Regions from separate parts of the Mus musculus genome. Here regions 2, 3, 4, 5, 6 and 7 are each linked to region 1. The links are chromatin contacts, called in public Hi-C, HiChIP or PLAC-seq, Micro-C and promoter capture Hi-C maps. All regions are on one chromosome and are shown on one strand. The core of a region is the stretch at or near the end of the contact, and the rest is flanking DNA. Distances in the headings are between cores, read along the strand shown.

Evidence for each region. Promoter capture Hi-C pulls out the DNA fragments that hold promoters and counts their contacts. Hi-C and Micro-C count contacts between places; a contact is called where the count stands out from the background. HiChIP or PLAC-seq counts read pairs in DNA pulled down with a chosen protein or histone mark.
Region 2: a contact with region 1 is called in a promoter capture Hi-C map of second pharyngeal arch cranial neural crest. The contact joins the promoter of Lum here to the promoter of Btg1 in region 1. A contact is called at or near these places in 2 of 39 promoter capture datasets (3T3-L1-derived adipocytes and second pharyngeal arch cranial neural crest) and 1 of 115 datasets of contacts at active chromatin or transcription factors (the NIH/3T3 cell line).
Region 3: a contact with region 1 is called in a Hi-C map of uterus, with 2.1 times the contacts expected there. The contact joins the promoter of Dcn here to the promoter of Btg1 in region 1. A contact is called at or near these places in 1 of 39 promoter capture datasets (hippocampal neurons) and 2 of 484 Hi-C or Micro-C datasets (both in uterus).
Region 4: a contact with region 1 is called in an H3K27ac HiChIP or PLAC-seq map of microglia, with 8 times the contacts expected there. The contact joins the enhancer-like site here to the promoter of Btg1 in region 1. A contact is called at or near these places in 4 of 115 datasets of contacts at active chromatin or transcription factors (embryonic stem cells, large pre-B cells, memory CD8 T cells and 1 more).
Region 5: a Micro-C map of embryonic stem cells shows a contact between it and region 1, with 4 times the contacts expected there. The contact joins the promoter of Eea1 here to the promoter of Btg1 in region 1. A contact is called at or near these places in 4 of 39 promoter capture datasets (the C10 cell line, liver, pre-B cells and 1 more), 8 of 484 Hi-C or Micro-C datasets (the G1E-ER4 cell line, LSK cells, embryonic stem cells and 3 more), 4 of 115 datasets of contacts at active chromatin or transcription factors (effector CD8 T cells, large pre-B cells, memory CD8 T cells and 1 more) and 1 of 9 other capture datasets (liver).
Region 6: a Hi-C map of bone marrow-derived macrophages shows a contact between it and region 1, with 13 read pairs. The contact joins the enhancer-like site here to the promoter of Btg1 in region 1. A contact is called at or near these places in 5 of 39 promoter capture datasets (the 3T3-L1 cell line, cranial neural crest, liver and 2 more), 1 of 15 datasets of contacts at CTCF or cohesin (the NIH/3T3 cell line), 3 of 484 Hi-C or Micro-C datasets (bone marrow-derived macrophages, cortical neurons and embryonic fibroblasts), 13 of 115 datasets of contacts at active chromatin or transcription factors (the SCID.adh cell line, acute myeloid leukemia, a colorectal cancer cell line and 10 more) and 1 of 9 other capture datasets (embryonic stem cells).
Region 7: a promoter capture Hi-C map of second pharyngeal arch cranial neural crest shows a contact between it and region 1, with 4 times the contacts expected there. The contact joins the enhancer-like site here to the promoter of Btg1 in region 1. A contact is called at or near these places in 10 of 39 promoter capture datasets (the 3T3-L1 cell line, cranial neural crest, frontonasal cranial neural crest and 5 more), 1 of 15 datasets of contacts at CTCF or cohesin (the NIH/3T3 cell line) and 13 of 115 datasets of contacts at active chromatin or transcription factors (the NIH/3T3 cell line, the SCID.adh cell line, differentiating embryonic stem cells and 10 more).

Annotation. Positions count from the first base shown.
Region 1 is chr10:96,615,086-96,619,212 of GRCm38.p6, forward strand. It overlaps Btg1 (BTG anti-proliferation factor 1), which reads left to right and starts at 1,916. Exons shown (of 2, transcript NM_007569.2): 1 at 1,916-2,387; 2 at 3,191-4,127. The coding sequence starts at 2,240. The coding sequence ends at 3,558.
Region 2 is chr10:97,563,346-97,567,472 of GRCm38.p6, forward strand. It overlaps Lum (lumican), which reads left to right and starts at 2,156. Exons shown (of 3, transcript NM_008524.2): 1 at 2,156-2,540.
Region 3 is chr10:97,477,461-97,481,587 of GRCm38.p6, forward strand. Dcn (decorin) reads left to right here and starts at 2,040. Exons shown (of 8, transcript NM_001190451.2): 1 at 2,040-2,329.
Region 4 is chr10:95,878,106-95,882,232 of GRCm38.p6, forward strand. The region is part of intron 3 of Gm33377 (a long non-coding RNA gene); the gene reads left to right. Among named protein-coding and RNA genes, the nearest start is that of Gm24433, 18 kb to the right of the region's middle. Within about 2 kb of position 2,221, at least 88 of the 459 cell types and tissues checked have an H3K27ac peak or open chromatin away from gene starts, as enhancers often do. A contact at or near this core is called in embryonic stem cells, memory CD8 T cells and microglia, where this site is marked.
Region 5 is chr10:95,938,272-95,942,398 of GRCm38.p6, forward strand. It overlaps Eea1 (early endosome antigen 1), which reads left to right and starts at 2,392. Exons shown (of 29, transcript NM_001001932.3): 1 at 2,392-2,701. The coding sequence starts at 2,678.
Region 6 is chr10:97,280,926-97,285,052 of GRCm38.p6, forward strand. No RefSeq gene overlaps it. Among named protein-coding and RNA genes, the nearest start is that of Gm34044, 47 kb to the left of the region's middle. Within about 2 kb of position 2,061, at least 11 of the 459 cell types and tissues checked have an H3K27ac peak or open chromatin away from gene starts, as enhancers often do. A contact at or near this core is called in the NIH/3T3 cell line and bone marrow-derived macrophages, where this site is marked.
Region 7 is chr10:97,263,963-97,268,089 of GRCm38.p6, forward strand. No RefSeq gene overlaps it. Among named protein-coding and RNA genes, the nearest start is that of Gm34044, 30 kb to the left of the region's middle. Within about 2 kb of position 1,904, at least 13 of the 459 cell types and tissues checked have an H3K27ac peak or open chromatin away from gene starts, as enhancers often do. A contact at or near this core is called in embryonic limb bud, neural tube and second pharyngeal arch cranial neural crest, where this site is marked.

The sequences.
Region 1 (4,127 bases), core at 666-3,165:
TACCGACTGAGGTATAGCCCAAGGTCCCCTGCCTCTGGATAAAATTACAGGCAAACTTCCCTTCACTTCTTGAACTGACTGCTTTGTTTTGAGACAAAGACTCAACTATGCATCTTTCGCTGGCCTTGAACTCACAGAGATCTGTCTGCATCTCCTCTGGAGTTCTGGGAGTATGTGTTAATTATGCCCGGTCCTTGAGCTAATCTTAAAGTTTTCAGATGAGGGCCTGATGATGTCTGGGAAGGCAGTGAAGTTTGTGGAGAGAATCAGGAATTGGGAGATGTCCCGGTTCAAACTTCAGTATTTTGTTAGCTTTGTTCGTTATTTTTGCTTTGTAGAGGAGTCTGTTTATACTCTGAGTCACTGGGATGGGATTCACAGTCACAGGCAAAGGAGACAGTTTTATTCTCTTCCTAATCCAGACTGGAAAGGACAGAACGCGTGGGGAGGCGGGTGGGAGAGAGAGATGCAGACCTCTTGATAGCCTATGGTTCAAGGACTCACTTTTGGTTCTTTATCTTCCGGGATGGTAAGATGAGCCTCCAGTCAAAACCCTGCGTCTGTTTTCAGAAAGTCCTATCTGACAATTCACACACACACACACACACACACGCACACGCACACGCACACGCACACGCACACACACACATGCACAAAGATGTTATTTTTTGATTCAGTTTATTATAAAAAAAAACTTGATACTTTCTGAAGTGCTTTCTAACATTATCTTTAGATAATATGTGGGTACTTAAGTATTGTATATTAATGATAAATGATGTATAGGTCACCTTTTCAAATTAATTTCAGAACCAATTATCCTCTTGTTTCTCCTCTAGCTCCATACACACACACACACACACACACACACACACACACACACACACATATATATATTTTAAAGTGGTGTGTATTGCATCTGATGACCAACTAAACTCTAAATATTTATTTCCATCTGGTAGAGTTCAACTTCTGCCTCTTGTTTGCTTTCTTCTTCCTGCCTGGACTTCATTGTTTTCTCTCCCTTCTCCTACTTTAAGAGAGTTGGGTTAACCCTATTTTGGGTCTAATAGTTTTAGCAGGCTCATGCTTTCCTTTTTTTCTAGGCTGTTTACAACCGTCTTTGCCAGTAAATATGGGTGTCTATGCTTAACACTCTCGACAAGCTTAAAGTTTTATCTTATGTGTCAACAGCAGCACAACTCTAAAGTTCTGACATCACTTGAACTAGAAAAACGAATTTGTTGTGCCTTTCTAAAATACATATGCAGATTTTTATGAGTTTCAAGGCTCATCTTCTCCCCCCCCCCAGCCCCCCGGGGTTCTGCAAACCCTAGGGGCAATGGCTTGGATTAAGCCGCAGGATAGCTCCAGGGAGCGAGTCCTTCCTTCCATTCCCTAGCGGAGCCTTAGTCTCCGCCACCGCACGCTCCTCCCGCCAGGGCTGCCAGCCAAGCCGGCTGGAACTGGGCTCAGATGTAAACATGGGGTACGCAAAGGACTGGGGCTGCGGAGACCGAACCTCAGTCCTGAGGTTCCAGCCACACCGCAGTAAGTGAGGAACCCGGAGCCCGCTCGGGGACTGGAGGGTCCCCGCTGGCCCGAACCGGGGGCGGAGCTAGCTCGGGGGCGGAGCTTTCACACGCGCCTCCTTGGCTTCTTTCTCCGCCCTCCACCGCTCCGGAGTCTCAGGCTGCCACTCGGGGGGTTTATTTGTTTACAAGCAGATTACGTCAGCTCCTCCCTCTCATCCCGGCCTCTGGGCACGCCCCCTGGCGGCCTTTCTCCCGCCCCCTCCAGCCCCGAATCTGCCTGCGTCACAATGGTGCGATCTCCGGATTGGCTGGCGTCCGCCCTCACGCCCCGGGTACGCCACTTCCTTTCCGCAGCCCTATAAAATGAGCTGCACGGCGGCGGCAGCTCTTCGCCCCTCGGAGCTGGAAATGCAACTCTCGGGATCCTCGGAGGCTACCGAGCTGGAGGCGGAGGCGGCTGGGGAGGTCCGAGCGATGTGACCAGGCCGCCATCGCTCGTCTCTCTCTGTCTCTCCTGCCGCCTCCTGGCTTGAAAATAACTTTTTTACTCTAAAGGAAAGAAAAAAAATCCCCTAGAACCAGTAGCCGTCCGCGCCTCGCGCCCTCGCTTCCTCTCGGCCGTCGGGTCTGGGCGAGAGCCCGGGGTGGCCGCTTCGCCGTCGGGGCCGAGCCCCGGCCGCCCCGGGCCACCCCCGGCCGCCGCCCCCATGCATCCCTTCTACACCCGGGCCGCCACCATGATAGGCGAGATCGCCGCCGCGGTGTCCTTCATCTCCAAGTTCCTCCGCACCAAGGGGCTCACGAGCGAGCGACAGCTGCAGACTTTCAGCCAGAGCCTGCAGGAGCTGCTGGCAGGTGAGCGGGGCGCGGGGACCGTCGCGGGTCGCCACTAACGGGCGCGTCCCGGTCGTGGCTGGGGGAGGGGGGGGGAGCTGGGCGGCGGGGCGCCGCGACACGCACAACAAAGGATCCGAAGCGGGGCGACGCGGAGCTGCGCCCCGACGGCTACCGGCCGGTCGCGGGGGACAAAAGACCCAGGGCCCGGAGTCCCGTCGGTCTCCTCTGCCGGGTCGCCGCGACCGTTGCGAGAGTCTGCGGCTGAGCCCCTGGGTGGCTTGTCGCCTCTGTGTTTCGGAGCCGGCCCGGGACGGACGTGCCAGGTCTCCGCACCTCCTGTGCCTCTTGCCCATTAATCATCGGATTTGTCACCGGTACAATTACAACCCAACCCAGATCTTGGTTTAAGGTTTCTTGGGTTTTCTTCCCTTTGGGGTTAACTGGCCATAGTGGCGTTGTCTTGCCCCCACCCCCCACCAGTTCCATAAAGTCTATTGTATGGGACCCCGTTGGGGTGGAGAAAGTAAACAGGTTCCCGCCCGCTTGCCTGTGCCATCCAGCTAGTTGGCCATCCAGGGCTGCGCGCGGGATTCCTGTTTTGGCGGCTCAACCGGTCAGTACCCGGACAGTGTTTGCCACAGTGTCTTTGCTTTCTCTATTCTGTCTCACGACAGCGAATTCGGTCCCGGACATTTGTGAAAGTTGGTGGTTTTCATTTTCGCTTCGCTAAGAAGCTAGCAGCAGGAGGAGGAAAGTACGCTACGGTACGGCTGCGTTGACTACCGTCCTGAGCATTGTTTCTCTGTTCTTTTCTTCCACAGAACATTACAAACATCACTGGTTCCCAGAAAAGCCGTGCAAGGGATCAGGTTACCGTTGTATTCGCATCAACCATAAGATGGATCCTCTGATTGGACAGGCAGCCCAGCGGATTGGACTGAGCAGTCAGGAGTTGTTCAGGCTTCTCCCAAGTGAACTCACACTCTGGGTTGACCCCTACGAAGTGTCCTACCGGATTGGAGAGGATGGCTCCATCTGCGTGCTGTACGAAGCCTCACCAGCAGGAGGTAGCACTCAAAACAGCACCAACGTGCAAATGGTAGACAGCAGAATCAGCTGTAAGGAGGAACTTCTCTTGGGCAGAACAAGCCCTTCCAAAAACTACAATATGATGACTGTATCAGGTTAAGATATAGTCTATTGGATGGATCATCTTATAATGGATGGATGAATTTGATTTTTTTTGCTTTGGGTGGGCTCCTCTTGGGGATGGATTATGGAATTTAAACCATGTCACAGCTGTGAAGATCTGGCACAAGATAGAGTGGTAATAATTTTTTTATTTCTTTCTTTTTTTTTTTTTTTAATTTAGTGACAGTGCCATAGTTTGGACAGTACCTTTCAGTGATTTAAATAGCCTGTGAGTCCAAGGAAAGGATCACTTTATTTGCTAGGGAGTGAAGTCGAAGGGTGGTTTCAGTTTCTCCCAGACCTTATACCCAATTTGTCACAGCAGTCCCTTTAAGGAAATTCTGTCTTTCAAAGAACCCTCTTTCGCAGTCAACCTTGCAGGGGAATTTGCACTATTACACTTGAAAGTTCTCAGTAACTTTTTTGGCAGCTCAATAGGAAAGCTCAATGTTTTAAGCATGGTAGTACTGGAAAAATTTTTACACGGAGACTTTTACCTAGCACTTAAAATGTATAAATGTACATAAAGACAAACTTAGTACGCATGACCTGGGGGAAATGGTCAGA
Region 2 (4,127 bases), core at 906-3,405, 950 kb after region 1:
TAAATACCCCCTTACCCAGCTACTCGGGGCGCCACGGTCCTCTACCCCTGCGTGGTGTATGACCATGGGCCCGAGAGCGCTCTTGAATAAAAATCCTCTTGCAATTTGCAGCAAGACCCGTTTCTTGTGGGTGATTTTGGGGTGTCGCCTCTCCTGAGTCAGAACGTGGGGGAGTCCTCACGTTGTGGGTCTTTCACCACAATATTCTTATAAATAATAATAATTATTTTTATTAATAGTAATAGTTATAACAATAAATCACACTTAAAAATCTTTCGATTCTGTCAGTTTCAAGCAAGGATAAAACCATCTTTTGTCTTTCAAAAGTCCCATTGGCTACCTTCCTCTAAAAACGGTCTTCCCTACATCTCATGTCATATATACATTGTATAAATATGTATTCACATATTTTTAAAACTTGAATTCCATATATGCAATGAATGTAAGGCATTTATACTAGTGTGAACTTTCCAGGTGAATAAGGTCATGATTATTGACTTGTACCCCTCTCAGGTCTCACTATTAACATTTGAAACACTGGATATGTACTCTGATTTTTGTTTCATTTACATTGTTATGTTGAGATGGGGGTCTCATGAATCCCAGGCAGGATTCAATACACTATGTAGTTGAGGATGAACTTAAATTCCTGCTCTTCCCGTCCCTACCCTTCAAGCACTGGAATTACCTACCTCTGTGTGTTATCACATCTAGTTTATCTGATGCTGGAGATTGAACCCATTTCTTTATTAATGCTACGCTGTACCAACTGAGCTGTGTCTCAAGCTATCTTTAAAGGAAAATAACTAAAATGTAGAACCTATACTGAAACAGCTTGCTCTAAGAGTTTTATAGAATAGGGAACAAAACACCCATGGAAGGAGTTACAGAGGCAAAGTTTGGAGCTAAGATGAAAGACTGGACCATCCAGAGACTGCCCCACTCGGGGATCCATCCCATAATCAGCCACCAAATGCAGACACTATAGCCTATGCCAGCAAAATTTTGTTGAAAGGACCCTGATATAGCTGTCTCTTGTGAGGCTATGCCAGTGTCTGGCAAATACAGAAGTGGATGCTCACAGTCATCTATTGGATGGAATACAGGACCCACAATGGAGGAGCTAGAGAAAGTACCCAAGCAGCTGAAGGGGTCTGAACCCTCTAGGAGGAACAGCAATATGAACTAACCAGTACCCAGAGCTCATGTCTCTAGCTGCATATGTAGCAGAAGATGGCCTAGTCGGCCATCACTGGGAAGAGAGGCCCCTTGGTCTTGCAAACTTTATATGCCCCAGTATAGGGGAACATCAGGGCTAAGAAGTGGGAGTGGGTGGGTAGGGGAGCAGGGCTGGGGGAGGATATAGGGAACTTTTGATATAGCATTTGAAATGTAATTTAAAAATATCTAATTAAAAAATAGAAAGTGAATATTTTAAAATAAAAATATACCCTATAAATATATATAATCTTCTCAAGTAATTAAAGCAATAAGGGCTTGAATAAATTACTCATTTGCTACATTACATACCAGAAAGTGAGTTAGAACACTCTATCAAGCCAGGCCTTTGGACAGACCACAACTTTGGGTGCCTTCCACCTTGGAAAAAAAGTCAGAATAGTCTGGTAACAGAATGAAAAAGATTAGTGACTTGTGATATTTTTAGGATATATTTATGTTATCTTTGTTCTGCTTTTTTTGGCTTTAAAGTATAGAATATAATCTTCAAGTAGGGTTTTGAGTGAGTTCCTGAGGAAATCCACAAATGAAAAACAGGTCAGACCTTGGCTGAGTGGTTCCAGATCTGAAGAACATGAGAAAGAGTTTCCTCAACATGACAAGCTAAAGAAGACATTCACCCTATCAGTTGTCTCAACGTGTATATGAAGCGCTGCTCACAGTACAGAAATGAATGCATCCTTAGGACAAAGAGCAAGCTAACCCAAGTGAATCAAATAAGTAATCCAAGAGGGGTGGCCAAAAAAAAAAAAAAAAAAAAAAAAAGACTCAGTTCCTTTGCGTGTGCTCATTTGCATTTTCCTGAGATTCTTTGCTCTGTTTGTGATTTATGAGGTCTTTACAGGAGCACAAGACTTGGCTGAGCAGATCACAGTTCACCGCCACCACACATGCAGAAGTTCAGAAGTTTGCAGCAGAAACCCTCTCACACCGAACTGCCTCATTTGTAGCAAGCTCGATTCTTAGGGGTTTAATCCAGTAAAGTACTTCTCTCTCTGTCTCTCTCTCTTCCCCCAACCCCGATTCCAGAGTGGAAGGGTCTGTTTTGTCCACCTGCACTTCGTTAGAGAGAAGCTTGCTCAGAGGCAACACCACAAGAGCCCACAGTGACATAACTTCATCCAGAGGCTGGCGTGATTGGGCTGGTCCCCCCCCCCCACCCCCCACGCTCCTCAGCTCTTGTATCACTGAGACTCTGGCAGCCAGTCCCACCCTGACAGAGTTCACAGCATATGTTAGTGGATTCTTGTTCACAGTGTGCCTGTTTAAGAAATTAACGGAAACAGTGTCAAGAGAGTAAGGTAAGTGCTTTTTTTTTTTTTTTTTTTCTTACTATACCCCAGGGGATGCTGAGTCTTGGGGACAGTGTTTAATTTTAACAGGAACAGGAAAAAAAAAGATCTAGAGGAATTTTGCCAATTTGCTATTCAATGACAGTTTTGAACATTTATTTTCACATTTTACCTATTATACTTTCCATCACTATTGGATTAATTTCACTCTGTATGCCAGACTGATTGGCAAGGGAAATTTAAAACGTTCCAAGGTTGCAATGAAAAAAAAAAAAAAAGTTAGACACTCAAAAACGTACAGAAATTAAAATGTTATCTATGCTAATTAGCTACATATTGTTATAATGTTGAAATCTAGTATTGAGACAGAAAAAGGCCACTACCACCAGCAGCAGTCAAGGGGTTTTGCAATAAAATATGTTGTTACAGGTCGCAATAAACATTCTGGGTTATAAAATGTTAGCAGGAGGACTCAGTTACTTGTGTGGATCACTTCTCCGTGTTTTGCTCATTTTAAAGATCTGTGGTTTTGGATATACACCTTAAGGTACATGTTTTTAAAAGTTTCTGGGAAACAATTTACATTTTTGCAGAAAAGCATTTCTTTCATGACCAGAGGTATTTAAAAAAGTAGGGGCCGAATGTATGACTTACCCTCACAGAGGAGGCATTGTATGTTCACAAGGTTGCTTTGATTTCAGACTGTTAAGTTTTACTTTGCCAAAACTGTGGAATAAATTTTTGTTAGTATGCATATTCCATTTAAAAAGTCAAAACTTAAATGAATCAACAGATTCATTTATGTGATTATGTACTGTTACTGTGTTCCTAGTGCTAGGCAGGGCAAATCCTAACTATTCAATTAAAAATTCCCATCAGAATCATGGGCAAGGGCATAATTTATTAGCATTGTGACTGTATCTGAGGTTAGAATTTCAAGTGTATCTTTCATAAAATCTTTTTCAATGTTTCTTTTCCTGAAGTCTGTCATGATTCTAAGCTAAAGCAAAGCATATATATTTAAAATGCATGGTCTCCCAACTTCTACTTCCTCCAAATTACCTGATGCAAATGCTTGTCTCATATTATTTGCATGAAATATCATGCAATGCAGGGTGTAATTGAATGTGGATTCTCTTCATGTTGTTTCACTCACAGGAACATGGGCTTTCTTACAATGCATTCTGTGATTCCCAACTCTTAAGTTCTAGCCTTCTTTTATGCAAATGGCTAGCTTTTCTCTGAATTTCGAATCATTGTTGAATCTCATCTTAGAAATATGTTATGTGAAAATAACTACCAGGAAATTTTTTGAACTTACACTCTCAGCACACATTTCATGAAGCCAACATCACTATTATTTTATTTTTGTTTTGTCTTTTATTCCCTGCCTTCTCCTGCCTCCACTTTCTGAAGGCACTAAAATCTGCATTAGCAAATCATGTTACCTTACAGTTGGCACAAAGAAGATGAACTCATGATTTAAAATGGAGAAGGACTTAGCTTTTAAAGTTGGAGAGAAGGTTATTTTCGTATAATTGGTATCCTTTTTGGTTTGGATATAAAAGCCAACACTGTCTGACGTTTCCCTGTTGG
Region 3 (4,127 bases), core at 790-3,289, 860 kb after region 1:
TTCCTCCTTTACCTGGCTTCCAGAGGTTCAACGCTGATTGACAGGCTAGGAGCTGTAAGTACCTTTGTCTTCTAAGCTGTCTCTTGGGTCCCGGTATTGAACTTGTGTGCAGTTTTGAAAATGAGAAGGCATCGTATCTTAGAGATTTAACAGTAACTCTTCCTGTGTGTGTGCTCATTCTCCTTATGATGAAGCACAGCTATGTAACCTGGATTCAGAATTAGAATCTCTGGGAGCTGCCTTGTGCTTTGGGTCTTACTTAGCTTCATGGGCAGGGAGAGGTCACTGGTTCTCAATTTTTATATTTTCAAAACAGGAGGAGCAACTCTTCTTGGCTAGTTCAATTGTAAACTATATAACACACCAGAAAATAATGGAAAGTAATATTTATGGCGCACTTATACTGAAAGTAAGTTGAAATAAATTTGTTCTATACATTGTCTGCTTTCAAGCTCCATCTAAGACTAACCACTGAGTTACGTTTTCTATGTATTCCACAGGTGCAGAGACTGAAGCTTGGGGAGGTTAGGGGAGTTGCTTTAATTCCTAAACCTGTCATCAAAGGGAAGAACCCAGATATGAACTTTAAACCTAACAGCCCCACCAGTAAAAATTCAAACTAATTTATATGCATCTTTTGTTTCCTCTTGCCAACTTTATTCTACTTTTCTTTCCTATTTCTTTGCTTTCATCTCCTGTCTTATTCTACATTAGGCAATGACTGCTGCCACAATTTGTCCTGACTCACTAGAGTGAAGTTCAGTGTTGCTAAGAAACAAATCATCGATTAAGAAAGACAATGACTATAGTAACTGTGTTAGAGGGACTATGTGTGTTTTCTGGGAGTGAGGCAATGAGCAAGGAGTTATCGCATGTCAGAAGAAACTTATAAATACAAGCAACATTCAGAGGAGAAAGTCAATTAGTGCCAGAAGAAAGGGCATGTTCCTTACACCAATGTCAGCGAACACTTGGACTCAACAGAATCACTCAGCATGCTTCGACTCTGCAAGAATGGAGTGTGTGGAGGGAGAGGTTAAAAGACAGGCAGTTAGACTTGGGAAAGAAGTCAAAATAAGTCTAGCTACATCCTCCCCCTCCCTCAGATTCCCTCTCAAGAATTTAATTCCTTCCAGCTCCATAAAAATAAAAAAATATTTCCTGTCAAAGCATGCACTTAGGTGGGTAAAGGAAGGATAGGGGGAATCTCCTCCTTTTTCATAGATGGTGGCTTCAAGTCCCCACCTGATCAGAGCCTGGAGGCCTGAGCAGAAAAATGCGAGTCAGAACCTGGGAAGGCAAACAGAGCAACCCACAGCATCCAGAGATGGAATTATAAAATCTCCAAAAACTTTCTTCACTGCCTGAATAAACATGTTACTCAATTTGCACTTTCTTCTCCTCCCCCTGCCTATTTACTGAAATTTAAAAAGAGCCACAGAAAGTCCTAATTACATAAGGGACCCATCTATAAAAATTATTATTTTTTTCTTTACTTACAAACTAAATCTTATTGTAATCAGTGTCTAGTTTCTATGTGTTTTATTCAACAACAGCAGCAAAGAATAGACAGTAAGGAAGTTTTTGAAGCCGTAGGTAATGAAAATAATAAACAACATATTTTCCAGATTAAATTCTGGCTTTGTCCCAGAACACCATAGAAATGCATTCAAAATGCACAGAGAACTCCAGAGCACTTGAACTTCAGAGCCCAGGAGTAATTCTATGGAAGTCTAATTAGTCTTCTCTGCAGACCACATTTAAAAAAGCTTTAGGATTAATGCCATTCCATTTTCCAGACCCACACATCTCCAAAGCAAGGGGGAAAAAAGTCATTTCAGAAGGATAATAAATACTACTTACAAACAAGACTGGAAAGGGTGGAGACTGGAATGGGGTTGGGGGTGGGGAGACAAATTCTTCAGTTACAATCTTTTAGAAAAAAAAAAAAAAGACAAATTTCAAATCAAGTTGCTCCACTAGACTACAAAAGCAGTTTGGAATGCTGGGCGGATGCAAAGGGATAAAGCAAATGTGGAGGGGGAGGGAGAAGGGGGCCGATAAAGTTTCTGGCTACAATACAAGAGACGTATCATTACCATATGATCTAATGTGGGTGTCAGCTGGATGCGCTCACGCAGTGAAACCTTAGTTCTTAACTGTGCTATGGAGTAGAAGCAGGAGGTTTTCAACCCAGTGACAGTCACAGGGCAGCACCACCCCCTCCTCCTTCTTTCCACACCTGCAAACCCTTTTGCCTGGGCTGCATAGTTAGTGTTAATTACATCGCAGCTTTGAGGGCTCCTGTGGCAAATACCCGGATTAAAAGGTATGGCTTTCAATAATTGTCCTGAACTCTGCTACAGGCTAATAAAGCTTCTGTCAAGTGGAGGGCAGAAGAAAATATCTGGTGAGAAAAAGGAACGAGAAGGAAGCTGTGCTAAACTTTTAGTAATCTTTAGACAACGTTAGAAATGAATTGCTTGAAAACAGAAGTTAAGTACTCGGTAAAACAAACAAACAAAAAGGCAAAACTGTTTGAATGCATTGGTTTTGTGCTCTTGCTTCTGTTCTTGCAAATATGCTTATTAAAAACTTGTAACCTAACACCATGACTTGTCTATATTGGTAGTTTTGTGTTTGTACTGATGAAATGCTTTGCTCTTTATAAACTGTCAGCAGAAAAGCATTCGTAACTAGCATATTGCTTGTGCCTAAATTAGGTATTTAAGGGTTTCTTCTCGTGCTGTGTTCTTGCATACTTCACAATCTTTAAAACATCAGCAAGACAAGTCTCTGGCTGTAGAAATATAATGCCTACTTCTGCAACACCAGAAATGAATAGGAATTATTACCAGAAAGGTGAAAAGGAACACAGGAAATATTTATGATGTTAAAGATCTGAGATAATACAGCTGCAGAGCTCTTTGGTTATAAATGTTTCTGTCAATATTTTCGATGCAAATTAACCTTTCTTATGAGGTGCATTCACTATGAGGTGAGGGTGGGGGTTGATTCTCATTTTAACTTAAAGCAGAGTAAGCAGAGGACCACTGGTTACGTGTGCCCCAGTGTGTGACTCCAGTGATCTCTGTGCCTGTGGCTTTTTCTTCCTGCAGCTGCTTATTTTAGCAGACCTCTCCAAAAGAAACATAGGTTTTATTGTAGTTCTTGTTTGTGGACAAATGTATTTTTATTGCTTGTATTTTAATTATTCCTATTGTTACTGAAGTTTTAAATTCACCTTAAAATGAGGGATTTACAGATTCACTTCATACATACGTGTTAAGTTTTAACTCTGAAACACCTAACAACAGTATAAGTATGTTTATACAAAAGTTAACCTGGATGAAATAGCTAAGTAAATAAAGAAAGATTGTTTTGGGGCCAGACAGATTACTTTTGGTGAGACATTTCGGAACTTAAACAACTCTTTTTAGTGGAAAAATGGCTTTACAAATATTTGAGAGGAACAGTTTCTACAAGATATAGTGTTGCTTCAGTCACAACCTGTTCGTTTGTAAATTGTTTTTTGTTGTTCTAGTTGCCATTTATAACAAAAGGAAAAAAAAACAAACAAACAAAAAAACAAAACAAACAAACAAAAAAAAAAACACTGAAGAAATGTTGAGGACCAGTGACTCTTAAGATTTCTCTTAAGTTAATTGCTCTAAACACGCTGGATCTTTGAGTAGTATAAAAAATATTTTAAAAGAAATTTCATGGGAGAACTGGAAGAAAATTTATAAGCATTTTTTTAGGATAACAGAGTTCAAAAACATGCATATATGCATGCACACTTGCACATATACACACATACACACATGAGAGAGAAAGAGAGAGAGAGAGGGTATTAATGAAGTGGTATGCAGTCTGGCTGTATCAGGCTTTAGTCTAAAGGAAGATTGAGCAGAGAATTTGTCCTATTTTAACAAGGTAAACACATATAAAGAAAGATGGTGTTCCTCAGAGCCTGGGCTCAACATTTCCTTTTTAGGGTTGATAGGGAAGTCACCAGGCATGTCTGCTTTGGAGCGTAGATGACAAAGAGACATCTCCAGAAATGCTCCTTATTCTTATTAAATCTGAGATTACGTTGTTTCATTTCTTTTCTTCTCCTAAAATTA
Region 4 (4,127 bases), core at 971-3,470, 740 kb before region 1:
ATTATCTCAGTTTCAAACTTCCCCAACACTCAAAGCCACAGCTGTGTGCATGCATTGAGTTCTTGGTAAAGAGAAGAGGTTAATATTTGCAGGAAGAAATCATTAGCTAACCCACAAATCATACTTTTATTTATTCTTCCACTATGAAGGATGCACATTTGTTGGCTTAAGTCAGATCTCTGGCCTTACACAGTCTCCCTGTGGAAAAAATAATATTGACCAAGCTTCTGATCCTGCCTGACATGAAATTGCTACACACTCAGAATCATGGAAATTTTTAGCTGGAAAGTACCTTTGGATGGAATTTAGAGGCACTAAAACCAGTTGTGACCTCCACATCAATTATCGTTTATAGGAAGTCCTGATAAGTGCCATGGCGATAGAAAGTTTAAACAGTTCTGCAGATCAGCTGTGCGAATGAGGTCCCAGTGAGCATGTGCAAGATGAGAGTCTGGCTACAGGATATCGCACAGCTGAGGACCATGAAAGGATTGTTGGCAGCACAGAGATCTCTCAGTCCTTTCTCAATACAGCCAAGTGCAGTGTACAAAAAGCAAGCAAGCAAACAAACAAACAAACAAACACTATATGCATTCTACAAACAGAATGTCCTACCTCAGTTCAGGGAAACAGATGTTTGCCATAGACCAGTAGAGCCTCAGGAGGGCGGGAAAATGCTGAGCAAAAGGATCCAGCCTAGAACTGACTCTGCTCTGAAGGGCTCTGTGGACGACCAGAATGTTCCTTCCTAAAATATGAAGGATTGTTGCACTGAAGATGCTAAAGAAAGATGCCAGACAGAAAGATGCTGTCTCACCTCCCTCTGTCCAAAAGCAAGACACAGAATTTTAGAAATAAAATCTGCCGTGCCTCCTATCCCTCCAGCATATATGCATTACCAAAGAGAACAAAGCTTAATGACCGGAGACACTGTGAAGTACCGTGTGCTAGCTCATGTCTGCAATCCCAGCATCTGCCAAATCTTCTCCAGAATACACATGGGGCCAGCCTGAGCTGCACGGGACCCTGTCTCAAAAACAAATGAACAGAATGAAGAAGAAGAAAAATACAGTTTGGAGAGGAATATGACCTTTATCTGACAGTTGTTTGCTTTCCCCTGTAACTTCTCATAGACACACAAAATCCTTTTCCTCTGAATCATTAAGTCTATTACAATGCACTTGTTTGTTGTTAAGGATGCTGAATAAACTGGAATTCAAAGTCATCTCTCTGAAAACAACTCATTCCATAGGTGTCCTCCGTGTATACATGAAGCAGACATGCAGGCAACACGCCTATAGCTCCAGAAACCGAGACAGGAGGATGGGTGTGGGTTCAAGGCTAGCCTGGGTTACCCAGTGAGAGTTGGTTCCAGACTAGCCAGTACTACATAGTCAGACCGTATCCCTGAAAGAAAAGAACAATAATCAATAGCTTCGGTCTGATCTCTTATTCTCTGAACTCTAAAAACACAAATCACAACAGCAGTGGTTTGAATATGCGCCTAGTTTTCATGTGTCAGAAACGTAGTGGTTTGAATGAGAATGGCCCACAGAGACTCATATATTTGAATGTTTAGTCCCCAGTTGGTGGAACTGTTTAGGAAGGATGGGTAGATGTAGCCTTATTGAAAGAAGTGTGTCACTGTGGTTGGGCTTGGGGTTTCAAACACCTACTGACATTCCCAATGCATTCTCTGCCTCCTACTTGTGGATTGAGAGACGTGAGCTTCAGCTGCCGCTCCAGCCACTTGCTGCCGTGCCTTTGCTTGTCCATCATAACTCTAACCCTCTAATTAAACTCTTTTTTTAATTTTTTTAAAAAATAAATTGCCAAGATAAATAAATAAATTAGCTAGCCTTGGCCTTGGTGTTTTGTCATAGCAACAGAAAAGTAACTAAGACAGTCGATGTACTTGGACATTTGATTCCCTGTAGTTATTGCTTGGGAGGAACCTTAAGGAGGTAGAGTGTTGCTAGAGGAAGTAGATCACTGGGGGCAAGCTTTGAGGTTTTCTAACCTGACGCCACTTCCTGTTCTTTCTGTTTCCTGAAATGTGATCTCTCTGGCTTTCTGATTTCTGGTTCCTGCGGTTCCTACTCCGGTGCCAGCCCCACCAAGGCGGCTTTCTGATTTCTGGTTCCTGCGGTTCCTACTCCGGTGCCAGCCCCACCAAGGCGGCTTGTACCCACTTAAGCAAAACCTTCCCTCCTCTAAGCTCAGGAACAGAAAGAAACCGATACAGTGCGTGGTGCAGCGGTGTGGAGCAGTGGGGATAACACACCCACTAACTGAGATCAGAAGATAGCGCAACTTACTCAAGGCTGAGGTAAATCAGCAGCTAACAGTGGCGAGGAGGATACAAAGCAAGGATAAAGATTCCTCAGTGTAGAGGGTCAAATTCCCCTGGACTGAACTGAAAGTAATCCTCCTGCCCCACCCCTCTGACTGCTGTGATTACTGGAGTGTGCGTCTGCACCCAGTTACTTTTTTTTTTTTTTTTTTTTTTTTAAGTTCCTGATACTTGGCATGCCTAAAGAGATCCACCCAACAGAACTGAACTAGACAAATCCAGACAAAGTAAGGGTAGTCTCACAGTTTAGCTCGCAGTTTTTAACTAATGACTCTGGACTTGTCCCTCTAACCTGCATCATTTCCTGAACCTCGATTTCATTTCCTGTGACCTGCTAGGCACCTTTAGTCAAATGTCCTACTGATACTCAAAACTCAGTACTGCTGCTTGGAAACACATCTGCCAGCGTTTCACCAGAAAGGCAAGGCAAGAAAGAGCACATACCTGCAGTCCTGGGCTGGGGAGACAGAGGTCTGAAAAATCACGGGCTTGAGACCAGCCTGGGCTCTATCAAGACGGTCATATGTATATGTAAATCTAGATGTATATGTATATCGTATATGTGTATCCTATATATATATATATATACTTGATCTCACGTCTAACCTTTACTAAACAGACTATATAAAAGCCTCTGTTTCCATGGTTATAAAATGTTGAGTGCTGTACATAACAGAAATACTGGAAGCTGGGCATGGTGGCGCATGCCTTTAATCTGAGCACTTGGGAGGCAGAGGCAGGTGGATTTCTGAGTTCGAGGCCAGCCTGGTCTACAGAATGAGTTCCAGGACAGCCAGGGCTACACAGAGAAACCCTGTCTCGAAAAAACAAACAAAGTACTAGGAAAATACTAGGAAAAGTAAGAAATGCAGTAGTATTGAATGCACAGCGTAGTATCCTTTTTTTTACAGTCCTTGCTTCGTGTTATTACCAAAAATGTAACATTTTTTTCTCATACCTTCCTTTTTCCTCCTCCCTTTTCCTTCCTTTCTTTCTGTCTGTCTTTTGCAATAGTATCATGAGGTCCAGGCTAGCCTCGACCTCCCTATATAGTTGAGGATGACCCTGAATTTCTGATTCCTTCCGCACCTCCTCCATGCTGGGATTTGAGCTGGACACCATGGCCCTCGGCAGCTCTTCTTTCTTGATCCTCAAATTCAACCAGTTGCTCAGTTGTGAGGGTCAAGACCCCACGCCCCCACCCACCCACCCCTGCATGCAGCATCCCCTGCCCTCAACTGCTTCTCCCTCTTGGTCCTGCCACAAAACAGAGGACAGTGGCTGATTATGACCTCCAGGTGCAAATACCTTGACTGCCACAAAGATAGTCTGTTCCCTGTCTCTCTCAGTTCCTCTCTCTTCCATTCCTGAGTTCTGAGAGCTCAGGATTCCTTCGGGTGGAACCATCTGGGTCCTATATCGTTCCAACCATTCCCCAGACAACACTGCAGTGATGTTACCGCGCTCGTTGACATGGGAGTCAGGTTCACTTTCCTGCAAGACTCCTTCCTTTGCAGCCCTGACATGCACATTTAATTTGTTGCCCCATTTAACACAATCCTCTGCTTTAACCCCAAAATACACAAAAGAGCACATTTCCTGCAGGGGACGGGGAACCAGTCAGCTAAACTGCTTTTGCTTTCCTAACCCCAAGGCGGTATGTCCATTGTTAGCTTCCGTTCGATTGTTTACGGAGGGGCTGAGGGTGTAAGAGGCTGAGAATATGTCTGTCCTAGTTCTGGGCTCTCCGTAGCTAGAATCCCTGTGATTTGCT
Region 5 (4,127 bases), core at 1,142-3,641, 680 kb before region 1:
CTAGGAGGATCCTGAAAATGAGAAGCGGAATCATTCTTTGTTTTCCCCGATTTTGGGTTCTTTCTCTTTCTGCAATGTTTTTATGTTTTTGTTTTTTTTTTCCTTTGGAGTGTAACCAAATTATCTCTAATGATTCCCGAGTGGTTTGCGTAGAAATGACACTTTTCTCTTAACCTCCTTGTTCTGCAGTTGGTTGAGCCCCCTGCCATACTGCAAAACCACATCAGCGAATGATTCCTCCTGTTCTTCCACTGTGTTAATAGATTTTCTAATGTGGATAGACCCTGTTCTATTTGATGTCCTAGGCTTTTGAGAGAGGTTTTGCAACTGCAGAATCAGTTATACAGATTAGTAGTGGAGAACAGAACATAAATTATCACAGACTGAGGGAGTCTCCTGCCTTTCCTATCCTGGAAGAGCCCCATACTAGAAGCCTCCCTCAAGGTGAGAGTGGCAAAAGATGAGGCTCCTGGGAAGGATCATGAAAGGGAGGGTCGGGGTGTCCTGCAGCTGGCAGCCCAAGGAGGCCTGGTGTGCCTTTAAAAGAAGAGCAGGTGGGGAGGAGGCCTCCAAACGGGAGTCAGGAGGGGACTGGGGGGTCAGAGTCAGAAATAGGAGAATGATCGGGTGGTTGGGGTTGATAAGAGGATCCGCTTCAGGTGTGAGCTGGGCTCAGCAGTGGATCTGGTGACATGTATTTTTGCCTGGCTGGTGTTCTAGGTGTAGAGGGTGGCAGCATAACTCCCTTGACGGTGCTGCTAGGACCAGAGGCCAACACTTGTCCTGCACCTTAGTTTCATTTACTTTCTCTGAAACAAAAATGGTGGTGTTGGGGGAGAGATCTGGTCAGTAAGTTTTTAAATTCTGGGATTTGGGACTCCTTCAGGCCAGAATGTGGGATACTGGTCCAGGTGTCCTGGTTTATTAGAGACCACACGTTGCCCTTTGTGCATAAGAGGAAGGCTGAAGTAGCCTTCAGCAGGCCAGCCCACCTGAAGTGAAGACCAATCAAGGGTACACAAAGTAGTTAATTTTCCCGTTGAGATCTGTTCTCCAGACTCGTGAGCTTTCCTCTGGAGACTCTTAAAATGAGAGTTCATCAGATTCAAGGGGTTTTCTGGGTAGAAGAATTTTGACCCATGATTTTAAATTTCTCAAGAACAATGAACAGCACAAGCAATCTACACAATACAAAAATAGGACAAAGTTCTCAAATCTGGTAGCCCCCCCACCCCCACAATCCTGACCTAACAGCGTCCTGGAGGCCCCACCGACTCAGAAACTGACACTGCATTTAGCTTTTCCACAAGTCCCTAGGATTATTAGCTACAGATAGAGAAACCTTACCTGAGGTATTCAATGCTTTCCCCCACCCCACAATCTAGGCATCCCCAGTTCCCAGCCTTTCTGATTGCTCTCTCAGCTCCCAGGTCACTAGGTACTGTCAGTATCCCAAGTTTCACCTTGTGCAGTTTAGTCATCTAGAACCTGGCAGAGGCCTCCCAAGCACTGGAATTGCCTGGGAGAGAAACACTTATAACAGAGCAACCCCGAATGCACATTACAGAGAGTTTCTAGAGACAAAGAACACAGAAAACTCACATCCTAGCTGGCAGTTGAAGGAGGAAGCAAGCAAGTGGTTAAACAGAAGCCAAGGACACGAAGTTAGCTGGGGTATTTCTACCCCTTGCTTTTAGAACATAGTTAGGTGCTTTCCCACGGAAGGGCTAGTAAAAGTGTGTGTGTTTCAGCTTAAAACAAGGATGGCTCCAGCTGAAATAAGATGAAGAAACCTTTGCCCTGTCACAAAAGGATAAACCCAAACTTCTCTAGTTAATCCCAAACCCAGCCTCCTCCCATGTTTTATTGTTGCTCTGATTGCAATCAGAAGCAGGAAGGAAGCGGGTAACCTGGGTATGGAAAAGCAGGGGGAAGCCCAACACAGTTAAGTAAGCCTTGGTTTCTCGGGTCCACAATGGCTTGGAGTTTAGAGGTCGAATCAGCCTTTCCAGCCAAGAGGAGGATCCGGCTCGGGGTTGCTGCACTAAGAGCGCTAGCAAACTTCCATCCTAGGCTGGGGCTCAGCTGAAGTTAGCTCTAAAACCTGTTCTTCCATCCCCGTGTGGGGGACACCTCCAGGCGGGACCCGTGAGGTCCCCACGCATCTTCTCCATCAGAACACCAGGCAACCCTCAACATTCCCGAGCAGGGTCCGGCACCCAAGGTCCAAGCTCTCGGCGGAAGAAGCCAAGGCACCAGCTTCCTGTGGCCTGTCTCTCACACTAGCCCCGCTTCCGATTGGTCGAAGCCTCGGGCCGGCCCTCCCTCCGGCCCCGCCCTCCCCGCGGATGGACAGGCCGAGGAGGCGGGGCTGCAGCGGCTCCGCCCCTCGGCCCCGGGCGGGCGGGCCCGCCCAGCTGTCAGTTACGGGGGCGGCCCGGCAGGCGGGCGCTCGCTGGCTCCCTCCTCGCTGGCTCGTGCTCGTGAGCCTCTCGCCGCCTGTGGGGAAGTCGGGGCCGCCAAAGCCGCGTCCACCGCCGCCTCTTCCCCGCCCTCCTCCCTCCCGGCTCGGCTGCCGGCCCCTCGCGCCCTCCAGTCGTGAGTAACCCGCATAAGGGCGCGGAGAGTCCCCGCGGCGGCGGCGGCGGTGACGGCGGCGGCGGCGGCCGGCCAAACCATGTTTCGAAGGATCTTGCAGAGGGTAAGAGTGAAACCGTCCTTCCGGCAGCACGTGAGCGCGAGCGTCCGAGCCCGGCCGCGGGGCAGCCCGGGCTGGAGGGCGGGGGCGCTCAGAGCTCCGCTAGGCCCGGTGACAGCGTGCGCCGAGGCCTGCTGGTCCTGCCGGAGCCGGGCTGCGGGTGGGGCGGGGCGCAGGCCGGAGCCCGGAGGGCCTCCAGCCTCGGCTCCCGCGCTCGGGGCTGTCACCACGGGCTGGAGGGTGTGGTGCCCGCGCGCGCCCCTCCCCGCTCCCCGCTCCCGGCTCCGCGCCCGTGGGTGCTCGGCTGCGGGCGGCTGCGGGGCCCTTCCCTGCCCCAGCGTGCCACCACCTTCCCACGACACGCACCTGCCTGTCTGCCTCCTTACTCATCTATCTGCACGGTACAGGAGGGTCATGGGAGACCCGGCCTAGTCCTGGGACTTGAAGACGCTGAACTGCCAAAGTCGGTGGAGAAGGAAGATATTACTCACTGTTGGAAAGTTTCTTTTAAGAATTACAAGTGCATTTTCCTCTCCAAGACCCAGAACCTCATTTTAGTTATCCAGGACTAAATGGCTCAAACGGCAGATACACTCCAGTTTAGTTTCCACCAGGGCTATCTCAATGTAAAATCTGGGAAATCTTGAGGGTAAAAAGGTAAGAGCGTTGGAAAGCCGTAGATGTTTTGTTTAGGTACCAGTTCCTAGAATAACATAATTAAAATCGCTTCTAATAAGAGTTGCCTACTCAAGTGTTTTGGATAGCTTCCATTCGCTCCCTTCTGCAGCTGGTTAATGTAAAGAGATGTTACCTAGAGAGTAGGAGAATTAGTTCAAAGGACAAGAACTTACTGAATGTGTAGCATTTAGTTAAGAAATGTGCCAAGGAGGGTTGAGTCAGCCAGTACACAGGAAGGGAAGATTCTGTTTAGACAGCTTCTGTGAAACATTGAAGTCATCTGGTCATACATCAGAGGAAACATAGTTAACGTCTGCTCTGGCCCTCTGTGGGGACATTGGATTTTTTTTTTTTTCCTTTTGCAATCGTTTTTGGTAGTTTTTTTGAAACTTTGATAGAGCTGAACCTTGGTAGCAAGCAAGGGCATACCCTTTACTCTCCCCATCAGCTGCTTTGTTCAACAGCAAAGGCTTCTGTGCATGATTGATGGCTTGATTTGCTTAAGAGAACTGATTACCTTAACCTCAGGTTACACACGCACACGTGAGTGCACCCCCTCCCCCCCCATACAGTTACCCAAGAGAAAAGGAGTTTGTGGTTTGCTTTTAAGTTTATCAACAATGTTTTCTGATTTGGGAGTTGCTTCTGGTGGCAACAGTTTGGCTTTCAAAAAACATGGGTTTTTCAGTTCTGAAGACCTGGGATTGTATGACGATCATTCTTCGTATTGTTGTTTGTTTATCTGATCTAG
Region 6 (4,127 bases), core at 811-3,310, 670 kb after region 1:
TTACTTTGTAAGTTCTCCCATCCTCCTAATCCCACCCCCACAATCTGATTCTGAAAACAGTTCTCAAAACTGTTGCTTTCACTACATATAACAATACCTTTTAAAAAAGCATGAGTTAGCTCTTGCAATGATCTCTGTATGCCCTGACCTTACATTATATCTCTATTTCCTTCTCTATATATTTCTGCTGCATAGGGACACTCCACGTGCTCTCAAATTTTCATACATACTTTATTCTTTATATAGAATGCTGCATTTCTGTTTTATTTAAGGAAAATATCTTCTAGTTTTCTATGACCATAACACATGGTCCTTTTACTAAGAAACCTTGCCCCAGTCATGAGACGGATTGGCCCTTTTCAGATCACTGTTGCCTCATGATACAAACTATCTATCATAAAGTACCTTTCAGCTTCTATTTCAGGAGCCTTTCTTTCTCTTTCTTTCTTTCTTTCTTTCTTTCTTTCTTTCTTTCTTTCTTTCTTTCTTTCTTTCTTTCTTTCTTTTTTTAGGTATTTATTTCATTTACATTTCTAATGCTATCCCAAAAGTCCCCCACACCCTCCTCCACCCACTCCCCCACCCACCTACTCCCACTTCTTGGCCCTGGCGTTCCCCTGTAATGAGGCATATAAAGTTTGCATGACCAATGGGCCTCTCTTTCCACTGATGGCCGACTAGGCCATCTTTTGATACATATGCAGCTAGAGACACAAGCTCCGGGGGGGGGGGGGGTACTGGTTAGTTCATATTGTTGTTCCACCTATAGGGTTGCAGATCCCTTTAGCTCCTTGGTTACTTTCTCTAGCTCCTCCATTGTGGGCCCTGTGATCCATCCAATAGCTGACTGTGAGCATCCCCTTCTGTGTTTGCTAGGCCCTGGCATAGTCTCACAAGAGACAGCTATATCTGGGTCCTTTCAAGAAAATGCCTCTGTATTTTAGAATTTCTGGTGTTAACAAAGGAATTAAGGAACAAATGGAAGTCTAGTTGACTTGATTTGTTTAAAGACTGAGATTATGAAAATTTTGTTTGCATTATTTGATGATAATATTCATAGCCATCCAAGTAGGTCACTTAATCTACCTAAATAAGGGTGCTAATTTTTTATTGCTTAGATTATTAATGAAAATGTAGATAAAATGTAATAATAGATGATAATCTAACCAGGAATTATCATTGTATCAGAAGTATGTACAGACAGAGACCGGGTGATCATTCAGTGATTAGAAGCAAGCACTGGCTGTTTTCATTAAGGACTCAAGGTTCAGTTCCTAGCACCCACATGGTCACTCATAACACCCTGTATCTCCAGTTCCAGGAAATTTAATGCCTTCCTCTGACTCCCATGGTCTTCTATACAAAAGCAGTACACAGATATTCAACAGGGTTCACATACATGCACACAAACAATCTTAAACAATGTGTCTTATATCAATCAATCTTAAACAATAAGTTTACAGACATAGCTCACTTTCCATCTCCTTCATTCCTTCCTTCCTCCCCTCCCTCCCTCCCTCCTTCTTTCCTTCCCTCCCTTCCTCTTTCCTTCCTGACTTCTCTCCTTACTTTGTTCTTTCCTCCTCTTTTGCTGTCACCCAAATACTTCCTTCTTCTCCTCTGTATTCATCTTCTTCCCTATCTGTCTCTGTCTCCTTCCTTGAACCCTCCTTCCTTTTGTGACAGGATCCACTTATGAAGTCCAGACTAACCTCAAGCTGACTCTGAAATACAATGACTGGCAAGTGGTTAACCCTATGTCTTTTCGAATGTAACAATGCAACTTATCTCAAATTCAAGATTTGGGAAAAAATTACTTGAGAGATAAATGAAAATCTCCATGCCCTTAAAAATAGCCGAATGTGGGCCACTCCTAGAGCTGTTTGTTTTTAAATGATATACAGTGAAAACACAATTATTAAGAATGAGAAACCCAGCTGTGATTTGGGTCTATCAAATTTCGGGAAGTTGCTTTTTTTTCACTATTTATAGTCTATGGAAGCTAAAGTCTACTTTTGTAAGAAAATTTCCTTCAATTTGAAAGTCAGTGTTTATTTTAAAAGGGGAAGAATCCATATGGTTTTGACTCCCCCACACTTGACTCATCCAAATGCAGTTTTGTAAGAGCTGTTTGAAGTAGAAAGCTTTTTGAAAAATTTTTTATGAGCTTTTTTGTCTCTTTTCCTCCTCAGAAAAGGAAGTGATGCTTTGCCAAGTATAAACAAAGTTAATCACTAAACAATTTTATGTCCTAAAATAATGAAACTGGAGTGCGTGTTGAATTTGACAGAAGTAACTCTTTCATCCTCAATGAAATTGTTGCCCAAACTTGTTCAGAGACAGCTTTCTCGGAAGGACCACTCCTGGCAAAAGCAATGCCACTCCACAGGCTTCCAGGGAAACACAGGACAGTAGCTGCATCTTTTGTTTCCCGCCCAGAGTATACTTACTGCATTTGGGGGCAGGGGACACACAGAAGTCACAGAAGAAGGTTATTAAATGTTATGACTGGGCCAAATAATTAGCTCTCAGGAACATAAGTGATGAAGCCATGCTACATGGGTACCTTTCAGGACTGTGACCTGACCAGTAAGTCCTGGACAGTTAGAACATGTTCCTATGCATGTTTTCATAATGAAATCTAGAATCATGGTCAGGACACTGAGGCCTGCTGGCTGAGAGCAGCTATTAGCTGCTTTCATAAATAAAGTTTTATAGACATAAGCAAACCCATTCATGTCCATATTGCACATGCCTGGTTTTGTTTTACAAGGATAGCCACCATCTGAAAGGCAAAACATAAGCTATTTTTAGTATAAGCCTTTTTATTAATTCTTTGAGAATGGTCATAGAATATACTTTAACAATATTCACCACCAACTCCTCTTCTTAACTCTACCCAGATCCACCCCCAACGTCATGTTTTTGTGCCCCCCCCCAAAAAAAAACTACCCATTAGCTCCAATTTGTGCTGTCCATGAAATTCCAGGGATAGGGACATCCACTGGAGTGTGGTCACCCTACTAGGGTTTATACTTTGTTTCCTTAAGTGATCTTTCCCCCAAAAGAACCATCAATTGTCCATATATCCTCAGTTATCACTGGGGTTCATGAAACCCCTCCTACTCCATGCTGACTGGTTTGATCTTGTGAAGGTCTCATGCAGACAACCATGGCTTCTGTGAGCTCATGAATACAGTGGTCCAGTTATATCCAGAAGATACTGCTTCTCAAGGTGCCTCTCTGACCTCTGGTTCTTAAAGCCTTTCAATACCTTCTTCCTTGGTTGTCTCTGAGGCTGGGGCAGCAGATATGAGCACAGGTGAGCATTCCAAGGACATTTCTTCTGTTGACTCTGACTACTAGTGATAAGCCAAAATTATTACTGTGTCCTTTCCACAAAACAAGGTCATGTGACTCCTAGTAAGGTTCATACAGAGCACATATGTAACACTGATCTGCTAAACTTTTACTGTGGTTCAAATGGTGATTTTTTTTAAAAAATAAAATGCTGTTTTATTTTTCATTACCAAACAAAGCCTAGAAGAGGACACTTATACACAGCCAGCCACACACCCCAGCACCCTGAAACAGGATATTATTGTTTTTTTATATGTGACATAGGTATCAATGAAGAATAAAGCAGCAATGGGGCACGTTGCTGTAATTCCAGAAGTTAGAGACCCAGAGCATGAAGGCTGCCAGAAACATAAAGGCAGGTTGGGCACATAGTGAGGTCCAGGCAGCCTGGGCAGGAAGGCTCTTGTCTCCCAAGACAAAAACAAGTGAAAGAAAGAAAGGAGAGTGAGAGAGGGAAGGGAACAAGAGGAAGGAGTAGAGGGAGGAGAGGGAAAAATAAATCAATATGAACATGTATACTAGGCATTATATCATATTATTCTTCAATGTGAGACCTGGACAATTCCTGAATATTTCCACACTTACAGCTTTTTGTTGACCAAGCATTTCAAGGATTTGAAAAATGTACAAGATTTTCCCATTGCTGACATATTTAGCATAGATTTCCCTAGTGATCATCTGTCCCCTGGATTACTGCCATCACAGAAGAAAGTCAATCAAACTCAGGTATCCTTGCTTTGTCCTGGGTTGCCAAAGCTGAAATGTTT
Region 7 (4,127 bases), core at 654-3,153, 650 kb after region 1:
CGCATCAGGCATCACACAGCTACTGGTGACTTCAGCTATAGGATTTATTGCCTTCTTCTGGCCTCTGAGAGGATGTGCACACTTGTGTGCATAGTCCTGCTCACACAGGTGTGCACGCACACACACACACACACACACACACACACACACACTTTAAAACTAGGATGGATCTTTTTAAAGTCCTACTATAGAGCAACAAAATTTTATAAATTTGTTTATAAAATACTTTAGCAAGTTTTAGTACTTTCAAATCTTTTTATAATGAAAACATCATTTACTGAAGACAGTATAAGCTTAGCATGCCAGCGTGAATTCAGTGTCCTAATGTTACTCTAGGATTATGAGTTTCAGTTTTCGAATGAAGAAATTTTGAGTCTTGTTTGTTACCAAAGTAACAAACTAGTAAGAGAGGAAGCAATTTCCCAAACCCTACACCTGAGCACTTGTCAGTTAATGTTAGCATGACCATAAGTGCAACTTCTAAAATAAGTTCTTTTTAAACAATAGCAATGCACGCACACAAAACAATCAAATCCATGAAATAGTGTAGTGCAGACAAATAGGAGGGTATTACAGTGTCTGTGTGCAAGCATGCATGGATATGAGATATAAAACAACAAAAACCAGGGCCAGCACTGAGCTAAAAACCATTTTCATTATTGACACATGCTCTTAAATTCAAATATCGTTTCAGAGATGGTAAGAACGATTTTATGTTAAATTTGTGCACAAAAATAAATTAGCCTGGCAGCAAAAGTCAATGTGCTAGTGGTCTAGAATGTATTAAGATTTAGTAGGCAGAATATTTGAATATGTTTTAATAGCTATTACTGTTAAAATATTGAGCTGAAATCAAATGTCAGTGGACCTCCCCAAACCATTAAGAATTAAGCCTTCATAAAAACTGGTCTTCAAAATTACCTCTGAGAATGTGATATCTACAATTTAAATTCCTGTTTTCAAGTATGTAATTCTTTAAGAATCTATGAAAGCTACATATGCTCACATCTGTAAGGGCATCTTTTTTCCTCCAAGGGCTAGAAAAGTCAGAACACACACACACACACACACACGGCATATCACTCAAATGCAGAGAGAGACACAAAGAGATAAAGAAGCAGAGACAAAAATAACAAATGCAAACAGGGACTACATAGCATATCTCATTTCCAGTATATACGTACTCTAAATGTATTTGATCTGTGTGTATATTTTAAACCCCAAAATGGCAGAGATATATAGAAAATTTCTCAGAAGACCACTTGATGACTTCAAAGTAAGAATATTTTGTTAACACACGGACTTTAAGGGGTTTGCAGCCCCATAGGAAGAACAACAATATCAACCAACCAGTACCCCCAGAATTCCCAGGGACTAAAACACCAACCGAAGAGTACACATGGAGGGATCAATGGCACCAGCCACATATGTAGCAGAGGATTGCTTTGTCAGTTATCAATGGGAGGAGAGGCCCTTGGTCCTGTGAAGGCTCAATGCCCCAGTGTAGCGGAATGCCAGGACCAGGATGCAGGAGTGGGTGAGTTGGTGAGCAGGGGACGGAGTTGGAGATAGGGGGTTTTCAGAGGGGAAAGCAGGAAAGGGGTAACATTTGAAATATACATAAAGAAAATATCTAATAATATTTTGTTACATAACTTATATAGGGTTAATGTTCAGAGAGCTACACAGAAATCACATAGTGAATTTAGGGTTGGAGTTTAAGATTATAGTCTATTTAATGTTATCAAAGTTTGTTAAACTTTTTTCCCTCAAAGGCATTTTCATCTCTGAAAGAATGTTCATTTAGAGATGTTAATTTCAGTACCACACACACACACACACACACACACACACACACACTCACACATTGCTTATTTTAAGAGATTCAGGCAATTTTGTTTGCTTGTTTTCATCGTCCCATGACCGAATAAGAAGACACAACTCAGTGTTTGCACCACGCTCACACTAAGAACCCACATTTGCAGGTCATAGGTCAGGTAAGCCAAAATATGAAAAAGAACACAACCCCTTTCCCATTTCTTTAAATGAAGCGTCTGTGCAAGCTGAGGGGTTTCGTTGTCATCTGTGAATACTGGTGTATTATTCTGGCCAGAATTAGTGCACTGTTTATTATTCATTATGTGTCTGGGCAGGATGAGCAGAGGGCCTGAACATACTGGGCACATAAGGAACTGATTTAACTCCAGACCCAGCTAAGAACGAAGGAGGGGCTTGGCTATGTGCCAGATACGAAAATGACAGGCAGCGTTTCATTTTGCATTTGTGCTGCTTAGTCTAACCCTTAAATCTTCCCTTTGAAATGATGGCTCTCTACTTGTTCCTCTATCCCATGCATGCTCCCCAATGGGCTCTTTGTATTGTATGTAGAAGAGAAAGAACACACACATACGCACAAGTCATGGATGGAAAACCACTGCTTTGAAAAACACAGACAGCCCCAACTACAAACATATGGGGAGACTTATTTTAAAATAACTTTAGGAGGCTTTTTTTTTCTTTTAAAAATATTTTATTTTTGTTTCCTTTCTATTTTAATCAATAGATGATTTCCATAGCATATATTGTTTTTAGGACACTTTACTGCTTTAGGTCTCCATGCAACCCTTCCAATGGCCTTAGCCTTTTAGCTGTCACTCTATGTATTCCCTCCAGTGTCCTCAATTCACTCACACTTCCCATTTGATCCTTCTGCTTTGTGTTCCCCAACCCACCGTCTATCCATAATGATCTATTCTATTCCCCTTCCTAGAGAGCTCCATTCTTACCTCTAATCCCTTACACTATAGCTGACTTCGGTGATTATATAGACTGTGGCCTGGTTATCCAAAACCAGCTAACATCCATGCATAAGCGAATACATACCATATTTGTCTTTGGGCTCTAGAATACATCATGTAGGATCATACGATCGTAGGATTTTTGTTTTCTTGTTCCATGCATGTTCTGGCAAATTTCGTGATTGCACTTTCTAATGGCTGAATGATATGCCATGGTACAAATGTACTACATTTCCTTTACTCATTCTTCTGTTGGGAAGCAGCTAAGATATTTTCCAATTTCTGGCTTCTATAAGTAGACAGAAATGAATATTGTTGGGCAAGTTCCTCTGTCATAGGGTATGGAGCGCTGTGGGTATGTGGCTGAGAGTGGCCTAGCTAGATCTTGAGGTAGACATATTCCCAGTGTGCTGATGAATCACTACACTGATTTCTACAGTGGTTGTATAAGTTTGCATTCCCATCAGCAGTGGGTGTTTTCTCCCCTTACCACACATCATCCTCTTCATCAACATGATATCCATCTATCTATCTATCTATCTATCTATCTATCTATCTAGAGAGGGAGGGAGGGAGAGCACAATATACTTGAAGCCTTTGTGAGTGGAATAAGAGAGTACAAATAAGAAAGAAAGGAGTGAAGAAGTCAACGAATCTTTATTTACAGATGATAATTGTATAAGTAAATGTCTCTAAAAACTCCACCAGGAAACTTCAAAAGCTCATAAACACTTTTATTGGATTTATTTATTTATTTATTTATTTATTTATTGGATATTTTCTTCATTTACATTTCAGATGCTATCCCGAAAGTCCCCTATTCCCTTCCCCCGCCCTGCTCCCCAACCCACCCACTCCTGCTTCCTCGCCCTGGAATTCCCCTGTACTGGGGCATATAATCTTTGCAAGACCTAGGACCTCTCCTCCCATTGATGGCCTACTAGGCCATCCTCTGCTACATATGCAGCTAGAGACACAAGCTCTGGGCGGTACTGGTTAGTTCATATTGTTGTTCCTCCTATAAGGTTGCAGACTCCATTTAGCGCCTTGCGTACTTTCTCTAGCTACTTCATTGGGGGCCCTGTGTTCCATCCAATAGATGACTGTGAGCATCCACTTTTGTATTCGCCAGGCACTGGCATAGCCTCACAAGAGACAGCCATATCAGTGTTCTGTCAGCAAAATTTTGCTAGCATACACAGTAGTGGCAGGGTTTGGTGGTTGTTTATGGGATGGATCTCTGGGTGGGGCAGTGTCTGCATGGTCCTTCTTTCCTTCTCAGCTCTGAACTTTGTCTCTGTAACTCCTTCCATGGGTATTTTGTTCCCC